3 separate regions of the Mus musculus genome follow, and regions 2 and 3 are each linked to region 1. The links are chromatin contacts, called in public HiChIP or PLAC-seq and promoter capture Hi-C maps. All regions are on one chromosome and are shown on one strand. Each heading gives the region's core, a stretch centred on a gene start, on an enhancer-like site or on the middle of the called end of the contact. The rest is flanking DNA. Distances are from core to core; before and after follow the strand shown.

Region 1 (4,661 bases), core at 898-3,397:
ACATACCCCCAATAATGCCACTTCACATGAGTCTATGGGGGTGTGACATTATTCTAAACCTAACATTCAGCCAGATGGTGGTGCACACCTTAATTCTAGCACTTGGGAGGCAGAGGCAGGCAGATCTGAGTTCAAGGCCAGCTTGATCTACAGGGAAAGTTTTAGGACGGCCAAGGCCACACAGAGTAAACCTTGTGTCAAAAAAAAAAAAAAAACCCAAACAAACAAAAAGCAAAACAAAACAAAAACCAAGCCCAATCAACCAAAAGCAAAACCTAAGCAGCAACAACCAAAACCCCACATAAGAACATGATAGAGTATGGAAATCAGTGCTCATTGTGGAGAGGGGCGGCTCACTCACAGGATAGATGTGGAAGAGAAGAGGATGGGTGTGAAGTGAGGGTCCATCAGGAAGGGGGAAGGGAATGCAGGGATTTCTCAACACATGCCTACAGTCACCTTCAGAAGCAGGAGAGGAGAAAACTTGAAAAGAAACACAGATGCATCTTTGTGTGAGGAGGAGGAGGGAGAAGCTATGCACACACAGAGCAGGAGACAGAGGCAGAAAGAGCTGAGAGCTGAGACTGGGGATGTGGCCTGCAGCACCCCAGGAAGAATTCAAGTGACTGTAGCTAAGGAAACACTTATGGTGGACATTAATCTCTAGTTACGTATTCAGCGCCCCATGGCTCCTGTGGAGAAAACAGAGGGCAATTAACTGATTTTACTTCCATGAAGGATAAGGGGTAGCACTAAGAAAAGAACTGTGACACAGGAAAGATGGAGCAGACCGACCAGAATCACACTGTGGAGAGAAAGGAGGACGGAACACATTGGATGACAGAAGGCTAAGCATCTTTATAAATGATCCAAAAGCCGGTGAAACAAAACCCAAGCTTTGCAGAAGCAGTCACTTGGGTCTGTCTGGAGACTCCTTGCCTACCTCAGTAATCTGCTCGTGGGATAACTCAAAATAGATGGAGTCTTTAATATTTAAAAGTGCAATACAAAATATATGAAGTAATAGATGCCCCGCCAAGAAAAAAGGATAAAAGAGAAAGCTTTCCACAGCAACATCTTCAGGTAATGAGCGTTTCTCCCACAGGTGAGCGTACAGGAACAGTTCCCTTTCCAGATCCCCTCGTGTCATTAGAGCTTAAGTGTCTCCATTTTTATTGACTTCACTCAGAGTTGAGATGCTGTCCAAATCAGCTATGCTCTGTTGCTCTTGGAGGGTGTTGTTCTATCAGTTTTTTAAATTGACAACATTTGAATGTGTTGATTGATTTTGCTATCATTCCCTATTGTTCTAGCGGGACTTCCCCCCTCTTCATGTTTAAAGGTGTGCTATTTGAGTATACTCTGAGTTAATTTTGTTTATGTATTTATGTACTTATTTGTTTGAGACATTTGGGGTATCCTCTGAATTTTAGTTTATTTAGTCCTTTCAAGACAGTAGGAGTGTATTCTGAGTTTATTTTTAATTAATTTTTTTCAGACACCTCCTCTGCCTCCTTAGGGCGGTGACTAAAGGCATGTGCCACCATAATCTGAGTGTATTTTAGTTCTTAGACAGGGTTTCACTGGGTAGTCCTCGGTGGTCTCTTCTCACAGACATGCAGCTGGCTGTGCCTCCCCATCGCTGGGATAAAAGCCATTGCTACCACGCCCATGTTTACTGTCACTTGATGACTTGGCCTCTTTATTAATCTACCTCCATTTTATAATCGACCTGAGTTTTCTTTTGATCATGCGAAGATGGTTACTTTGAATCTGCTAGAGTATTTATCTTTAATATATTTTCTGTAGTTAACACATAGCTGGGTCTGACTTTTCAAATCTAAATGTGGCAAATTTTGGCGTTTAGACGATTTACAGTACTTTTAATGCGATTAGTTTTATTAAGAGGCTCGTCTAGCCTGCCTAACGGACACAGTTCTGTTGGTACATAGCGATACGGTCCTCAGTCACATTTTCTATCTAAAGCAGGGAATTCAGACTCCTCCGTCTTCTCTACAGGAGAAAGAAAATCAGTTACGCGGAGAACCGGAAGTACCTTTTGCTCAAAGGAGGGCGCCTCCCCTTTAAGCGCGCACCCACGTGGGCACTCCCACAAGCCACTGGACTCGGTTTTCTGATGGGCTGGCCCGAGTTGCACGCCGGGATCTCCGGGACGCTCCAGGCTTCTCCAGGGCTTTGCTTGTGACAACTGTGTTTTCCGGGACCACCGCGCCGGAAGTAGCGCATAGGCTTTTGGTTTATGTCTCCCCAGAGTAAGACCGGAGCCAGCGGGCTGGGAGGGGTGTGTACAGGCGGTGGGGTGGCTGTATGGTGTGTGTGTGTGTGTGTGTGTGTGTCTTTGAGTCTAACTGTATACACACCTTGAGCTCTCTGCATAATCTGTGTCTCTGTGCTTGTCGCTGTCTGCTCCTGCTTTCTCTCAGGGACACAGGGACTAAAGCAGAGGACCAAGCTTCAGTAAGGGGAGGTCAGGTGCGGGGTCTGAAGGGAAGCTTTCCCCGAGGCTCAGACTTGAGCTTAGGGCTATAATTTAAGGACGGGGGTGTCGTCTTGGAGGGAGGGTACTTGTTGAGTCCCCTGACTTTCTCAGAGCTGCAGCCATTGAGCATGCTCTCAGATATGGTCTGCGATCTCATGCTTACTCAGGCTTCCCTAGGTGGCCATTCCAAAGGAGGGCTGGAGAGGGATGTGGATTCAAGAATGAGTTTTCTGTTTCTGTTTGAAAAATGAGGTTTTAGTTTTAGAATATGGAATGGAAGTGAGGGAAGGAGGAACAGGCGAATTGATACCTCCACCATTGTGTCCCTTACATTGTCCCTGCCCTTTCCACTTAGTTTCAATGATCCGTGGCGTCTTCTCCCACAATCTCTACCTTTTCCTGAGATGTTGTAACTAGGAATTTCTAGAGGGTAGCGTTAGGGCTCTCAACTAAATCAATTTGTATCTTGATGGTGTCACACCTCAGATGGCCTTTGATCTTTACAGGCCTTCATTCGAAGCAAGGGAAGAATGTAGGCGATAGATGGTCTGGTCACCAGGGAGGATTTGGGGAGTGGGAAAGTAATAGCACTGAATTTGGCATCCTTGAGGACTAGGTATTTTGTGTGTGTGTGTGTGTGTGTGTGTGTGTGTGTGTGTGTAAAATGGGTAATGTTGGCCAGATGCAGATGAGCAATGCCATGTTTAAATATAGGGATGTGGATCTGTGGTATCCCGTTGGAGTCTTGGTTCTGTCCCCTCAGGCTCTCCAGGCCTGTCAGGAACCTTAGGATGCCTGTGGTGAAGTCTGTTAGCGCAGTGCCGCCATATCCTAAGGGCCTGGTGTGCTTTAGTTGTTGCTCTGTGAGGTCATTTTGGGTTCCTTACCTGGTTATTGCCGCTGGGACAGGGCCAGGGGATGTGGGCCACAAGCGTGGATGGCTGCTCCGGACCTAAGGCTGGTTTGTATAATCATGTACATTCCCTCTTTTAAGGAAAGTCCCCCCCTCTTAATGATAATGTCTCCGTGATAATCAAAGACAGCATGAGTCAAGGTGTGGCTAATGTCTCCACAAAATGGGACCTTCAGAACAGCACTTAAGGCTGTGGGAAAGAACTCTAAAAACATGGATTCAAAAACAAATAATTTCTCAAATAATGAGGATGCGGTATGAATTATATGAGGGGGCTTCAGGAAGAGCCAAGGCAGCTACAGTAGGAGCCAACTTGTCAGGAAACCACTAAGGGAGGAGGTAACGGGGATTAGGGAGTGGCAATTGTAGGAGATCCCACCCCGCTATGGTTTTTGTTTGTGCATTAAAGGGCAGATGGATTCCTGAGCTCAAGGTCAGCCGGGGACTCTTTAATTTAGGCCCACGAGTGGTATAAATGGTAATTTCCGTACAGGGTCCCACCCTGTTAGTTTATCTTTTGTGTAACTGCGGCAGGCAGATCTCTGAATTCTTTTGCAACTCTAAAAAGAAGGTTGTTTGTGTTTGCAGTCTCCTAAGAATTAAGGGGCAGGGTTGGGGGGGTGGGTTCCACTTGATGCTGATTCATTGGCTAGTCCAAAGGGAACCTGGAGTAAATGACTGGATTGATGTGTAAAATAAAAGACAAGGTTTTGATCTGCAAGAGATGAGTTATCCAGAGAAATTTTCTAGAACAGCAAGAGAGAACTTCTTGGAGAGCTGTCTCAAGCAGAAGAGAGAGAGAGAGTGAGAGAGTAGGTGCTATCTGGAAAGCTCCAGGAAACAGACCAGAGAGGAAGCATGCTGTTGAGTTGTCTCGGGCAGAGCTCAGGCTGCTGGCTTTGACTCATCCTGCTGTTTGACTTGGAGTTCTTTGATTTTGCTGCTCCCAGACACCCCTTCCTTCCTCAGAACCCCTCTCCAGCCTGAGGCTGTTCCTAGGTAGTCATCGTGTTTCACAATGTATCTCTTGAGCGTCTGCTGTGGCTGACATTTTGTAGTCCTTGATCGGCTTCTTCCCAGCTCTCCCACTGTCAACGATGGCGCTGCACATCCAGCCTCCGCCACTCAAACCCCAGTAACCGGCATCTTACTGTTCCTAGGAGAAAACAGCTTCAGCTTCTGCATGAGTGAGGTCGTGGGTGTTTGTCTTTTATTTAAAGACTGATTGATTTTCTTCATAATTGTGTG
Region 2 (4,661 bases), core at 924-3,423, 900 kb after region 1:
GATTTGAGCCCAAGACCCGGGAGTAGGAAGAACCCGTTTCCAAGGATCGAGTGCCAGACCACTGTGAATTACTGTCATTTCTTCTTTTGCACGTGGCCGCAGTCATACTTGCCCCTCACAACTTTGAGTTTGACCCCAGGCAGGTCCTGGGTGCGACCACCCTCCACGAGGACCACGTGATGCTCCTGCAGGGTGTGGCCCTCCCCGGGGATGAAGCAGACAGCCTCTTTGCCTGTGCTGAGGCGGACTCGGCAGCACTTGCGGTTGGCGGAGTTGGGCTTCTTCGGCTTTCGGATGAATGTGCGCAACACCACACCCTTCAGCTGGGGCCGGCCCTCTGTGGGGCCCAGACGCTTAGGGGGTTCCTTCCGGGGGCCTAAGCGGTGCATCTGGTTCAGGGTGGCCATGGAACGGGCGGCCCAGAGCTGGGGAGCGAGGGCTAGGCCTGGAGAGACACAAGAGGGCCTACTAGGTTTCCGTATTCTAGATAGGAATCCAAGTCTAAGACTATTCAGTGGGGACAGATGGCTCGTGGTTAGAAGCACTTGTTGCTCCTGCAAAGGACGACCATTTGATTCGCAGCACCCACAGTGGTGGCTCACACACCTCTAGTTCCAGAGGATCTGACACACCCATGGGTTGCACTTACATACACACATTCATACAGGGGCTGGAAAGATACCTCAGTGGTTAAGAGCACTGGTTGCGGGCTGGCGAGATGGCTCAGAGGGTAAGAGCACTGACTGCTCTTTAATCCCAGCACTCCGGAGGCAGAGGCAGGCGGATTTCTAAGTTCGAGGCCAGCCTGGTCTACAGAGTGAGTTCCAGGACAGCCAGGGCTACACAGAGAAACCCTGTCTCGAAATACCATGTGAATGGAATACCCAATGCCTGCCTCCCTCAGAACACTGTGTACAAACCTGATGTCTGGGCAATGTCTAGGAACATAAAAGTTGTCCTCCAATGGGTGGCCCGTCTTAGAATTAGAAAAATAGCACGTGAATGAATAACTAAACTTCTTCTTCTTCTTTTTTTTTTTTTTTTTTTGGTTTTTTGAGACAGGGTTTCTCTGTGTAGCCCTGGCTGTCCTGGAACTCACTTTGTAGACCAGCCTGGCCTCGAACTCAGAAATCTGCCTGCCTCCCGAGTGCTGGGATTAAAGGTGTGCGCCACCACTAAACTTCTTAGCTTGGCCTTCTCACCTGTAGGGGGTGATCAATAAACACTGAAGGAATAAACACTACTGAGAGACACCTAAGCAGGGAGACATGCCAAGAAAGGAGCATTTGTTGGTATGATTGTTACACGGACATCGAGAGTGCACTTACACAAACTAAGACAGAATATCACCAGGCAATGCAATCTCAGGGATTCACCGCTATCGATGCAGGGGAGCCATGACTAAGACTGACTTAAACTCTAAGAACACAGGACCTTCCCACCTCCTGCCCCCTGAGCCGGGAGCGTGGTAGAAAACGCCTGTAACTCCAGAACTTGGGAGATTGAAGCGGTAGTCAGGAGGTCAAGGCCATCCTGTCTACAAAGTGATTTGGAAGTTGACCTGGACTACAGTGAAACCCTGTCTCCAAAATAGAAAAGGCACCGTGCTTAAAGATGATACCATCCGAAATCTGGCAAAAACACGCAAATGCCAGGGAGCTGTCCTCGTCCCTGTGGCCCATGCTCACTTACCACGACTGAGGGACGTGGTGAGGCCATAAAGAAGGCCGGGCCAGGACATCTCGCCGCCTGCAGCGTCCCTGTATTAGGAGAGAAGACATTCAGAAAGGAGGTTGGGACCAGAAACCCACTCTCAGAGCCTTCTAGAATCTCCTCTAAAACAGAAAGTCCCCTCGCAAATTCAGTCTCCTTCTGAGTAGGCCCCCAAGGACCCAACCGCCCTTGCCCGGATACTGGAAGGGGAAACTGAGGAGAGAGGAGAGATCTGGATCACAGATAACTGCACCCACCTCACCAACCTAGCGGGGTCGCACACACGCCAACCCCTACCTCCAGCCCCTTCCGGGGTTCCTCCTTAGTGATTGGCTAGATCTTTCCTGCGTCACTGAAGGGACGGGACAAGGATGACGATTGGACAATAACAGATTCTAGCTGAGTTCCATTTTCCTCATTGGAAGGGATTCTGAAGCCTGGGCGGGAAATCTCCTTGCGCGTCTGATTGGCTCGTCCATGATGAGTGACTTCTTGTTTCCACTCCAAGATGGCTGCGTCCATGGCGCGGCTTTGGTGGCCTTTCCTGGCTCGCCAGGGGCTCCGGTCCCGAGGACGCTGCGTGTGCAGCCAGAACCCAAGGAGGAGTTTCGCTACGGAGAAACGAGTCCGGAACCTCCTGTACGAACACGCACGAGAGGGCTACAGCGAGCTTCCCTACTTGGACATGGAGTCGGTGTGCGCATGCCCAGAAAAAGCCGCGCGCTCCCTGGAGCTCCGCAAGGGGGAGCTGCGGCCGGCCGACCTGCCTGCGATTGTGAGTGCGCTTGCGCCCTGAGGGAGCAGGATGCTTTACAGAACTGGGTTTACCAGATGCATTCCAGTTGTGGGAAAAACTACTCAACAGGAATTTGGGTTCCTTCCCAAGTTAGGCAATGTCTTGTGCATGACACCCACTTAGGTGCCAATGATCTAGGGAGAACTGAGGCCCTATTGAACGTCGTGGATGCCTTCTGTGACCTACATGCCCTTTTGCATGCATTTCATAATTCGACAGTTGGTATCTACTGTACTCCCAGAACCTAAATACCATTGTCTTCTGTACTCAAACTTCGTGCCGGGCTCACCCTTAGGCCACAAAGAAAAATGAGGAGGGAGGTGTGAATCAGAGGGAATTTTGGAGACAGAGCTTTGCATCCTGCTATAAACATCCTGATGGAGTTGAATGGATAAATACCTGCTAAACAGATATTTAAGGTATATCTGTTCATGTATTTATGATCCAGAGGTTAAGACTATGCGCCATAATTCTACCTTATAGGGAACTAAAATTGGGGGTCTCCATGCCGGTAGTGAATTCCGAATGTAATAGATGAATCTTCCCAACTCTGTTGCCTTGATAAAACACCATGAACAAAGCAACTTACAGAAGGATTTATTTTGGGCTTGGTAGGGAATGGCAGAATAGCAGCAGGTCACAGAGCAGTAAGCTGACAGCACACATCTTTAACCACAATCATGAAGCACAGACCTCAAACTAGATGCAGGACGAGGCTTTAAGCTCTCAAAGCCCACCTCCAGGAACATATTTCCTCCAGCAAGGCCACGCCTCCTAAGCCTCCCCAAACATCACCAGCCACTGATCATTTGACCATGTTCAAATGTCAGGATATGGGGGACATTTCTCATTCAGGTCACTACAGACTCTCACACCACCAGTCATTGTCAATCACTTTAGCCATATTTCAAGTTTTTGTCATGTTTAGTTTTTCACCAGTAAGCACTGGTGGCTAAGCCAAATAGGGCACTTCCTGCCAAACCTGATAACCGGAGTTCAATTTCCTGGTGGTAGGAGAAAACCAATTCTTGAGAGAATTGTCTTCTGACCCCTCATTTAAGCGCAAACACAAGAAAGTCACGTACATGCTTAATAATAGAAGAAAGGAGCCGGGCGGTGGTGGTGCACGCCTTTAATCCCAGCACTCGGGAGGCAGAGGCAGACAGATTTCTGAGTTCGAGGCCAGCCTGGTCTACAGAGTGAGTTCCAGGAAGCCAGGGCTATACAGAGAAACCCTGTCTTGTAAAAAAATAAATAAATAAATAAAAAATAATAATAATAATAGAAGAAAGGTCTGTCTGGGTGTGGTGATGAAGTACTCTGGAGGAGGAAGAGGCAGGCAGATCTTTGGTCTCCTTAGCAAGTTCCAGGGTACCCAGGACTACATAAGGAGACCTTATATTTACAGAAGAGCCTTATATTTACAGGGGAGATGGCTTAGCAGGTAAAGGTCCTTACTGCCAAGCTGACGACCTGAGTTCAATCCCTGGGAGAGAACTGACTTCGTATACTGTCTTCTGACATCCATGCTGCAGCCACACAAAGTAAATAAACAAGAAAGAAAAAGTTTAGTCACCTTTAAAGAGGTGACTTAGCCAGGCGTGTGTTAGTGCACTCAGAGAATGACAGGTTGATTACAAGTTCAAGGCCACCCTGGGCTGTACATAAATACACTGTCTTACAAAACTAAAAATAAATAAATAAATAAAAGAGTCACACTTCCATGATTTTCCGTTGGTTGGTCGTGATCATACCAACAGAAGTGGCTTCAAAGTAAACTGGGAAATGCATTGATTCAGGGCAACTGTGTGCCCACCCCAGCTTCTGGGTGTCATAGTGCTAATGGGAGAAGAGAGTGCCCCTCCCCCACTGCCATCCAGGTGCCTGGCAGAGGAGACTTCAGAGCAGTGGCCATTTCACTGTGGTGTTCTCCCACAGATCTCCACGTGGCAGGAGTTGAGGCAGCTTCGAGAGCAGATCCGGAGCCTGGAGGCAGAGAAGGAGGCTGTGGCAGAGGCAGTGCGGGCCCTGCTGGTGAGTGAGCATGGGGAACAGGGGTCCTGCGTTCACCGGGTTAGGCCAGAGGCAGCTAGGATGCCTCTCTGTCTGGGAATAACAGGAAACCCAATGAAAAGGGCTTGAATCATGTAGA
Region 3 (4,661 bases), core at 1,326-3,825, 760 kb after region 1:
TTAGGCTGCTGTCCTCTAGGTAGTGACGGCCGGCGGCTTTGCTGATCCAGTTCCTCAGGGAAGCTGGGATGGAGCGGGGTAATGTGCTGGGTGGATGGCATCCCTGGCTGGACTCCTGTGGCCTGACAAGGAGGGCTGGGCATTCCCTAACACTGAAAGCTTGCTTTTCTCGATAGCCCACCATAGCACATAAAGAACAAAATTAGTCAATATAAAAACACTTGCTCAGGACCCAAAGACAAGGCAGGGGCCTGAAACTGGGTCTCCAACGGCACAACCCCCATCTCTCCTTATCTGTGCCAAGCTGGCACCACAAGGCTGGGAATTTGGGTGACCTCACAGATCTGGTGCTGGTAGTATGCCAGCTCTCTGACACAGTCGGGTGCAGACAGGGGGTGGGGGTGGGGGTGGGTTGGCTGTGGAGAAAGTTGGGAGGCAGCGATGAGACTAGTACTTCCACAGCATGCCAGGCTGCCCGGTGCCTATCTTACCCTCCACAGCCAGCACTGTTCTTAGGTCCACTTTACACAGGAGGAGACGGAGGCACTTACTATACGTGGTCCTTCCCAGGTTGAGCCACTAGCAGGCCAGGACCTTTGCCCTTTCTGACCTTGTGTCCCTTCCTGTCCCTCCTACTCATCTTTCAGAGCTTCCTTGAGGGACTTTCCAAGGACAGGAACCTCAGGACAGACCCAGCATATACAGGCACTCTCCCTGTCCCTGCTCCATTTAGGCTCAGTGTCCTTGGCTGAGGGCTGGTCTTAGTACGCTCCTATGGGAGTGACCAAGCAGGCATTGAGGGTAGGGCTGAGTGCCTCTTGTCCCCTTGCTACAGTATCTGAGGACACCCCCCCACACACACACACACACAGACACTCTGCGGCCAGCTGATGCTCCAGAAGCGCCCAGAATCCAGCAGGAGTGCATATGGCCCCAAGAACCGGGAGAAGGCAGAATGGGCTCTCCCATGGAGGCCAAAGAAAGCAAAGCCAAGAGCTGCCCACGGTTGGCTAAGCATGAGTGAGAGAAGTGGAAAGATGGCTGACAGGAGGTCAAAACCCTGGAAGGAGGACCAAGGCTCAAACTGTAAAGCGTTTGGGAACCACTGAAGGCCACAGGGAGAGCTTGTGGTGTCAGGAATAGAGAGCGCCTAAGGTCACACCCACCCAATCAGAGGCTCACTGGACTCTGGGCCACCCACCAGCATGCCACTCCCATAGGCCCAGTGGAACCTCCCCTCCCAGGTCACACCCTTCCAAGGAGGCTAAACAGACACTCTGTTCCCACCCAGGGAGTGGCTTCCAGGAACAGACCTCCTGGGAAGTGGACCCTGTGGCAGGTAGCAGACCAAAGCTCCTTTCTCTTAACAAAGCTTTCTTGGCATTACTTTTTCTACCTGGAAAACAGGGGTGTTCTCTAACACCCAACTCACCCATCTCACAAGATAAGGGATGAAACAAGACCAGGCATACACGGTGCGCTCGCTCGCTCGCGCTCTCTCGCTCGCGCTCTCTCGCTCGCGCTCTCTCGTTAAACATTTACCAGCACCAAGATTTTGTGAAAGGCAGCAGGAGACAGAAGCACTCTGGGACAGAGCTCCGGAGCTGGAATCCCAGCTGCTCACCTTACTTCATTAGCTGACCTGGGGCAAATCACTTAGCTTCTTAATAACAGCTTTGGCTCCAGTGATGCTGTACTGCGCGCTAAATGAGTACATACACAGAGCTTTAACGCGGAGAGGGAAGCCCAGCCTATCATCAGTGTTTTATCAGTGTGTGGCCTTCATTATCAGTGGGAAGGGGCTCCCCTTCTCCTCCCACCACACACACCAGGACACACTTTCGAAGGCTCTGTTAGATGTCCCTGGTCCCCCTCCTCACCGCACGTGCCCCACTTGAGTTTTTAGTTTCTGGCCCTCCCAGAACATCTTCACCCGTCAGATTTTTATCTTCGTACCTTCTACCTAAGGGCTGTCTCAGACACCCCCCCAAAACCTAAAACTCAAGCACCTCCTCCTCCTCCTCCGGTTGAGGCTTTTAAATCTTTGACCGGGCAGCCGCCCACTTCTCTAGGTTGTGACCTCCAGCCCTGACAGACACACCCTCTTCTTAAGTTACTCTGAGCGCCCCCTTTTATGAGACCCGTTCCGAGCCCCTCCTATGCGCCCCCACTTAGTATTCCAAACTTTGCACAAATTTCAAACCCGGCCACGCCCCCTCCACCGGTCTAACCACTGGTCGCGACAGTCCCCTCCCCTTTCCCTCATTTTTGGGCCCGCGACCCTTTTCCACGCGACCCTCCCCTCCAAGAGTGAACTTTGACCCGACCGGCCCCGCCCCCTTCCGAATAACCGCTCTCCCACGGCGCGTGCCCAGACCCACCCGCCCCCAGCCACAAACCCCTTGCACGGTAACCCCCTAACCTACCGGCTTGGCGCCGCGGTCGCTCGCGGCCTAGCTGCCTGGCCCAGAACTCTGTGCCCGCGTACCGCCCTCAGCGGTCTCGCGCCGCCGCCGCCGCGGCTACTGCCGCCGCCATGTTGAATCCCCAATGAACATCCGGGGCCTCCCCTACTCCTCGCCGCCCACTAGTCCCCATGGCAACGGAGCTGACCGGGTGATGGGCGGGGCCTACTCGGAGGCGGGGCAGCGAGCCGGGCAGGGTTCCCTAAAACCACTGATTGGTGCGAGTGGCCCAATCGGAGACCGCTAGGTGGAGAATGAAGAGCAGAGATTGGGAAGTTTTGAAAAGGTGCGGGATCGTTGACTCCCCGCCCACTCCGCCTCTTAAAGGGGAAATAACGACTTTCGCGTGGCAGAGTCCCACGGGCTCCCAAAAAAGTAAAGTGGAATACGAGAACATAAAGGCCAGAAACAGTTCTTAAGCACTTATTATGCCTTTGTTAGCACGCGACTAGTTCTGCTGTAAACTGTTAACACAACCCTGTTGTTGTAACACCCATTTTACAGGTAAACAAGCTAATAGGATGCTAGTTGGTTTATGACTACTGAAAGCAAGTTTTGAATGAAGCTCTGTCCGAATCTGGAAATCTGACACTATTTGATCTTAATCTTTTAAATAAGTTTTTTTTTTTTTAAGTCAGTCAATCACGAGTGTGTGAGATGCATCAGTGGATAGAAGGCGCTTGTTGCCGAGCCTGAAGTTTGATCTCCTGGACCCACACGGTAGAACTGATTCCCAGGAGTTGATCTGTAGCCTCCACAAGAGAGCCATAGACATAAAATAGAGGGATAAGTGTAATTAAGTGTTTTTAAATTAATCAAAATGGAAAACACAGCGGAAACAAAGCCCATAAACTAATACACCCTTCCACCTATGGGTTCATTAGGTCTTACTGAAAAATTTAAAAATGCTTTCTCATCAAGGATTTTGAGGGTTTTATTTGTTTATTTGGGTATCAGACACTGAACTTAGGGCTTTTATACAGGACAGGCAAGCAGTAGTACTAGGGAAGTCCCCGGCCCTAGAGAATTCTAGGCAAATGCTTTCCCCAGCTGAGCCCCTTGGGAGACTGAGGCTACAGGTTTTCCCAAACAGGCTTTCTCTGGTTCTTTTCACGGGCTTTTTCTTCTGTCTGGAAGATTCTCTTCTTTAAGCATCCTCCTGACTCCCAGGGTTCCTTTGGGTTTTTCCTCAAACATTATGTTCTCTAAGGGGCAAAATGTCCTACCTTGTGCTATTAAATCCTTTGCCAGCTTCTGGCAAAGCTTCCTTTCCTTTGCCGCCTGTGGTTTTGTGTTTGGCTGGCTGGTTTTGGTTTCGTGAGACAGGGTCTCAGGACGTAGCCCAGGCTGACCTTGAACTATGCTTTTTGCTCGTAGCCAGAGCCTTGATATTATTGGTATGTAAATGCTCAGTACATATTTATAAAAGGGGTGGCTGACTAAAAGGTAATTCCACCCTCCAAAGATTCACTTAAATGATGCTTGCCTGTGTGCTTCACCTGCACACTGCCAGGCACACCGCAGGCATTCTGTTAACATGTGCAAACCAAGAATGAATGAAGGGCTGCGGTTCAGGTCTCTGCTTGCCTTCTTTTCTCCCCATCATCCCTATCTCTCCCTTCAGCTTATGTCCACTTGAACTCAAGGCCTCCGATGCACTAAGAGAGTCTTTTAGCACTGGGATTACAGGCACGTGTCTCCTTACCATGCCTGGAAGAATGGTCTGAAATATATATCTTAAAAAAACGATTTATGGGGAGAACTGGAAGGAGTGGAGGGATGGGACACTGCAGTTGAGAAGTAATGTATGAAAGAAGAGTAAATAAATTTAAAAATTATTCCCGCTGGGCAGTGGTGGTGCACGCCTTTAATCCCAGCACTCAGGAGGCAGAGGCAGGCGGATTTCTGAGTTCGAGGCCAGCCTGGTCTACAGAGTGAGTTCTAGGACAGCCAGGGCTATACAGAGAAACCCTGTCTCGAAAAACCAAAGAATAAAAAATAAAATAAATAATTATTCCCCACCCCAGAAAAATAAGTAGGTTTAAAGAAATATTCCCCATCCCTCTGTGTGTGTGTGTGTGTGTGTGTGTGTGTGTGTGTACCCCTCTGCGTGTGTGTGTTCTCAGAGGCTAGAAGAGGGCCTCTGAAAAAGCAACAAGTGCTCTTACGGACGGAGCCATTTCTCCAGCCCCAGAA

The links. Promoter capture Hi-C pulls out the DNA fragments that hold promoters and counts their contacts. HiChIP or PLAC-seq counts read pairs in DNA pulled down with a chosen protein or histone mark.
Region 2: an H3K4me3 HiChIP or PLAC-seq map of bone marrow-derived macrophages shows a contact between it and region 1, with 4 times the contacts expected there. The contact joins the promoter of Sars2 here to the promoter of Zfp59 in region 1. A contact is called at or near these places in 1 of 39 promoter capture datasets (liver) and 2 of 115 datasets of contacts at active chromatin or transcription factors (astrocytes and bone marrow-derived macrophages).
Region 3: a contact with region 1 is called in a promoter capture Hi-C map of pre-B cells, with 2.3 times the contacts expected there. The contact joins the promoter of Pak4 here to the promoter of Zfp59 in region 1.

Annotation. Positions count from the first base shown.
Region 1 is chr7:27,836,437-27,841,097 of GRCm38.p6, forward strand. Zfp59 (zinc finger protein 59) reads left to right here and starts at 2,148. Exons shown (of 5, transcript NM_011762.3): 1 at 2,148-2,273.
Region 2 is chr7:28,739,795-28,744,455 of GRCm38.p6, forward strand. It overlaps Sars2 (seryl-aminoacyl-tRNA synthetase 2), which reads left to right and starts at 2,174. Exons shown (of 16, transcript NM_023637.3): 1 at 2,174-2,488; 2 at 4,448-4,543. The coding sequence starts at 2,222. It overlaps Mrps12 (mitochondrial ribosomal protein S12), which reads right to left and starts at 2,027. Exons shown (of 3, transcript NM_011885.5): 1 at 1,971-2,027; 2 at 1,693-1,760; 3 at 1-445. The coding sequence starts at 1,741. The coding sequence ends at 75.
Region 3 is chr7:28,595,609-28,600,269 of GRCm38.p6, forward strand. It overlaps Pak4 (p21 (RAC1) activated kinase 4), which reads right to left and starts at 2,576. Exons shown (of 10, transcript NM_027470.3): 1 at 2,427-2,576.